Regions from separate parts of the Drosophila melanogaster genome. Here region 2 is linked to region 1. The links are chromatin contacts, called in public Hi-C maps. All regions are on one chromosome and are shown on one strand. Each heading gives the region's core, a stretch centred on a gene start, on an enhancer-like site or on the middle of the called end of the contact. The rest is flanking DNA. Distances are from core to core; before and after follow the strand shown.

What was found. A called contact is a pair of places that touch in the nucleus more often than the background predicts.
Region 2: a Hi-C map of the Kc167 cell line shows a contact between it and region 1, with 2.4 times the contacts expected there. The contact joins the promoter of REG here to the promoter of Tango5 in region 1. A contact is called at or near these places in 2 of 107 Hi-C or Micro-C datasets (both in the Kc167 cell line) and 1 of 6 datasets of contacts at active chromatin or transcription factors (the Kc167 cell line).

Annotation. Positions count from the first base shown.
Region 1 is chrX:10,762,927-10,765,717 of dm6, forward strand. Tango5 (Transport and Golgi organization 5) reads right to left here and starts at 1,487. Exons shown (of 5, transcript NM_001298157.1): 1 at 1,244-1,487. Atg8a (Autophagy-related 8a) reads right to left here. Exons shown (of 3, transcript NM_167245.3): 2 at 2,679-2,791; 3 at 1,952-2,609. The coding sequence ends at 2,532.
Region 2 is chrX:13,210,762-13,213,632 of dm6, forward strand. REG (Proteasome regulator gamma) reads left to right here and starts at 1,564. Exons shown (of 3, transcript NM_001272573.2): 1 at 1,564-1,631; 2 at 1,689-2,197; 3 at 2,395-2,871. The coding sequence starts at 1,828. The coding sequence ends at 2,762. It overlaps sno (strawberry notch), which reads right to left and starts at 913. Exons shown (of 12, transcript NM_078589.4): 1 at 339-913. The coding sequence starts at 341.

The sequences.
Region 1 (2,791 bases), core at 237-2,736:
GAACTAGCAGATATTGCTATTAAACATATACACCGAATTATTCAAGAAATGTAGGAACTCGTCATGATAATCTCAAATAATATAACATAAAAACTGTATTTTTGTAATGAAACTTATTGTTGGGTAATTATATTAATAACTTATATTACTGACTGTTTTATTTTTTTTTTTAACTGGAAGTGTATAAAAGTGTCGGCTGTTTCTCTGTATGTTTTTTTTCTCACTTTTATGCGGGTTAGTTGATAGTTTCCCTCAATTGAATTTGATTTGCGGCGAGAATGGCTTCAATTTTTCGGCAAGTGTGCCTGTGTGTGCGCGTGTTAGTGTGTGTTAGGCGGAAAAGCACAACAACAACAATAACAATAAAGACATTCTGCTGACAGAACGACAGCGATTACAACAACAATTACGAGGGACGTAGCGTGAGATTATCATGCGATACTTGAGCACCAATAAAATGAATCCACATGCGCGTAAAAAAGAGAGACGGCGGTCAGAAAGAGAGGGAGGGAGGGATGTATGGTGGGAGGAAGGGGAGGCGGCACAAGAAGCAGGCGACTTCAGAATCAGAAGCGCAAAACAGAAGCGAAAAACAGGGCCACAAAGCGAACAACAAAAACAAGCTGAGTGGACAATAACACGACTGCTGTCGTTGCTGTTGTTGTTATTGTTTCACTTTCTGGCACTTTTGTTATTATAGCACTCATTTGTTCTTTCGATTTGGTCTAGTCAGCGTGTTTAGCCATAATTCAATAAGCGCTAAGTTCACTTCTCTTTCGCTTTTCTCACTTAAACATTTGAATTTTTGTGTGGCAATCGCTGCAGCTGTTTTTCATAAGCTGGAGTTCAAAAACCCAGGGGGTGGTGGGTTGCTTTTCCGTTGCAACCACCCTCTGACAGCAAGAACAACAAACCAGACGACAAAGCATAAAAATCAATCGCACCCACACAACAGTTATTTCGGGGTTCTCTTCTTTTTTGAACTCTCAATTTTCACTTTGTTACTAATTTCCGTCGTCACGAGTTACAACAGCAACACCACCACCAACAACAACAGAGACACAATCATATGCACAACAACAAAAACACGAATAGCACAGCAAAAACAAACAATTCGCAACAGCTAATAGATTTTCATCTGATGTTTCCTTTCTGCACCTTTCCGAGCTGTTCGGTAACGTGTCCGTTGTTTGTTTAATCCGGCTTTTCAGTGGCCGATCCGACAAGGTGGACTTTAGTTTACCTGCTTCTCTGACAGTTTGGCACGGTGTTTTTACAAAACCTTTTCGGTGAAAAACTGCGAGGCCAACGAACAGTGTTGCCAGATGGTGAAATTGGCTAAAAAATCCACGAAATTCAAACGTGCTCAGTCGTCCGCCAAATGCGTCAAAAATACTAACTACCAAAAATATATCGCAATTTAATCGTACTTATTGTGTGGAGCTGTCCCTTTTTAGCACATGCTCTCCTTATGGCTGACTTGAGATATTGCTTTGCAGCACTTGATGGTGTGACCAGCTGTGTTTTGATGACAGTGCTGCCCATAAAAACGTTTGTGGGCGGCAATTTTGAATGGCTAGCAAAGTGCCTTTGCTGCGATAAGATAAGCAAACAATAAACAAAGTGATTTCTTTTCAATTTAATTTGCACACTTAAACTTTTGCGTTGCGAATGGTATCATAAGTACTACCTTTTACGCCTTCAATTTAAAATAAATAAATGCTTTTGTTACTAATAGCAAAGAATAAAAAAAAACACCCACTCATTGCTAAAGCTCATTTCATTTTTAAAAGATAAGGACTCATTGTTCGGTGAACAAAAGAAAAAGCAGTATAAAATAACTTCTTCCTGTCACTTATCGCTGAATCATCTAAGCGTGATATACGTGATTGCAAACTGAAAACGAAGAACAATCCAAATAAACAAACACCCTTTGCATGTGTATTTTTGTGGTTTTTGTTTATTTAATAATAGATTAATTACCGTACACTTAACCGAGAGAGTCCTATTCGTAACCATACACACTAAATATGCACAGAATTTTGTTGCATCGTGAATAAAAAAAAAAATAGTGAATTCATTGAAATATTAGCAAAGTAACAAAGTAAAGTACAAAGCATTCGCACGGATCAATTACAGCAATGGAAATTAAATGGCCCAGAAAGGGTGTGAATAGATCTGTTTTTTGTGGGGAAAGTTGGTTGGTTGGTTGTTTCGTTAATGGGTAGGACACAAAGCAGAGTTTAATTGAAATACTAACGCGTTTGGAAAATGTATATATATAAAATAATGTTCACATAACAATTGTTTTTGTAGTTTTCGGTTTTTGTGGATTTTTTTTGTTGCCCTGCGTATCAGATCAATTTCAAGTTCTTTTCATGTGGCATTTCCTGCGGTTTTCCTCAATTCGTTTAGCTAACTCGCCGTCCATATTGTAAGCTTGCATGCTAAACACAAAATATATTTTATTTATATATAGATTTCTGTATAGGGGGGGGGCTTCATTCCGATGCATCCCGACCGGAGCAAAGTTAGTTAATTTTGGCCATGCCGTAAACATTCTCATCGGAGTAGGCAATGTACAGGAAATAGTCCTCCTCGTGATGTTCCTATAAAAATACATCGAACGTATGTGATTCGATTGCAAGGCTAATAATAATGGGCATTGTGGTAATTACCTGGTACAGGGAGCCCATGGTAGCCGATGTTGGTGGAATGACGTTGTTCACAAAGAAGAAGAGGGCATCCTCGGGACGCAGGTGGATGCGCTTGCGAATGAGGAAGTAGAACT
Region 2 (2,871 bases), core at 314-2,813, 2.4 Mb after region 1:
GGTTCCAGGCCACGCGAATCTGCGATATAAAATGCATCCTTAGAAATTACAGAAGAAAACAATTGCAGATAAAAAAAACAGCAACAACAACAAAATGGGTGGACGAGGAAAGAGCGAAAGGCGCAAGAAAAGGAGAAACAACAATTATTGAATGAGTTGGCTACTGCTCCTTCTTCTCATTATTATTCTCCTTCATCAGCTTCTGCAGCCGCTTTGTTTTTGTTTTATGCATGTGTGTGTGGGTAAATGTGAGTGTGTCAAAATTTAGCAACAAAGAAATTTATATTAAGTCATGCTATTGACGGCAACAACAAAAAAGCCAGCTAACTTAAACTTACCATTTTGATTCTCCTGCTTACTGCTAACGGTGGTTGTTCTTGATGTTCGTCCCTCCGATGGTTCTTGTTGTTGTTGTTAACCACAAAAAAAAAATCAACAGACCGCGCACCCACGCGTTTTTCGTTCTTTTCTTGGTTTTTTTTTGTGTTTTGTTTAAAATTTATATATTAATTTCTTTTTAACAATGCGTTTTTGATGCTGTCAACGGAACAGAACAATTGTGCGGCAAGTTAGATAGCAAATGCAGCAAATATAAAAGGCTGGACTCCGCAATTTTCAGCGCGTTAGAAATGTTTTTGTTGTTGTTGTTCTTCCTGTTGTTATTGGTGTTGCGATAATGACTGCATGCGTGTGTGCATGCGTGTGTGTTGTTGTTGTTGAGTGTGTTTTTCTTTTGTTGCTGCACGCGGTATTTCGCTTCGGATAAATTTGTTCGTATGCGTTGTACCGCGCAATACACGCAAAACGAGGAATCGGAATAAAGGAGGAAGGAAACGAGAACGAGACGAGAATGAAGCGACGAAGCCGAAAACACACGTAACATGCCAACTATCGCAACTAACGAGATGCCAACTAGATAGAGCTGGAAAAACATCGATGAGAATCGATAATGGTGAAGCGAGAAAACGTCAGTTTGACGATTATTGATAAGAATGCCGATGTATACTAAAACTTATATTTGGGCACACTTATTTATAGCGTGTTTGCTCTAAAAATATTAATAGCTTAATATTACTTATAATATATATATATGGAAAATATTTTAAAAATATAGATATTTAAATGAAAACATTTTAAATTGCACAAAGGGAGACATAATAAACTTACTTGGTATTTAAACAAATCTATCGGTCTGGCACGCGGTGCACACAAGACTATCGATAAATGGCGCGCGTCTTATTTCTTTATATTTCATGATATATATCCGTTAAATTCTAATCACGTTACAACAAAGTATATGCAAGTTTAACATGGTAAATGAGAAGCGAGCTTCAGCTGTTGCATTTAAATAAATGATGCCAACTGCAATGTACATTAATGCATTTAAATATGTTTTGCCAACTTTAATGTTCAGCTAATTTGTTTATGAAACTGAAAGTAATTAGAAGACTTTCAATCTAAAAAAAGTATAGAAAAAATATATATTGACATTCAAGATATTTAAGATACTTGTGGGGTATTAATTTGCAAAATTTCTGCAAACTTCGACGCTATCGATAAGCATCGATTATTCTTTTTCTTCCACCTCTAGCACCACATGCGTGTTGTTGCTTGGGCATCAAAATTTGTCGGTAAGTCTGGTTTTCCCGCTTTCAATTTCGCAATCCGCCGACACAAGTCCCTAAAAGTCCGCCGATTTCAGACGGTCCGCGTTGCTGATTGTTATTGAGAAGATAAGGAACGAGAAGAACCGGTACTACGCCAGGAGACAGGACTCAGGATCAAAGGCTTCCACGGACACGAAAAGGAATCCACATAGCTAACGAAATGCCTAACGACACTGTGGTAAAGGTGCAGGAGTACAAGGACTCGTTGATCCTCAAGGCAGAGCTGCTAATCACCAAGGGGTTCCCGGAGAATATCGTCCGGCTGAACGAGCTGCTGGCCACGCCGATCTTCAACGAGCGCAACTTCGAAGAAGTGCACCAGGACCTCAACATCCCGGTCCTGCCGCCTCTCCTGGTTAAAAACGAGTTGGAGGATCGTGACAGTCTGCCCACCAAGCGCCAGCGCGTGGATGTCATCGTCTCTGGGCAGCCTGTCATGGGTCTGCCCGCCGGTACAGTGCCGTGCAACAAGCCGCTCTGCGAGATGATCAAGGTCGTCAAGCCTATCATCAGGAAGCTTGTGGAGGATTGTAAGTACACCGTATATTCAAGCGTCTCAACCTAATAAATGTTTTTATGCTATTCAAGAGCCCCTTCAATTTTCCTAAAACAATGAATTCCAAGAATTTTTACATTCGAACGGTACAAATGCCAGTAGCTAAAGTTTTGCCTGACATTAAGCTTTTTAATGAATACCTAGTAATTTCTGAATTGATTTCTTTTGCAGCCAATCTACTTAAGATGTGGATCTCCTTTATGATACCCAAGATCGAGGATGGCAACAACTTTGGCGTCTCCATTCAAGAGGACACGCTTGCCGAAATTCAAACTGTGGAATCCGAGGCGGCCGCCTTCTTTGACCAGATATCGCGCTATTTCTTGTCGCGCGCCAAGGTGGTGTCCAAGGTGGCCAAGTATCCGCACATCGATGATTATCGGCGCGCAGTCGTCGAACTTGACGAGAAGGAGTACCTCAGCTTGTGGCTGGTCGTTTGTGAGGTCCGCAATCGCTACTCCTCGCTGCACGACATTGTTATTAAGAACCTCGAGAAGCTAAAGAAGCCGCGCTCCTCAAATACCGAAAGCCTGTATTAGGCTAGGTATTTCCGAAGCCCGAGCCTCAACTTTTTTTTTTCCTTTCCATCATCTTACTTTTCAATCAATAATCAGCCCGTAGAGCGGACGGTCAGCAATTCTTGTCGCT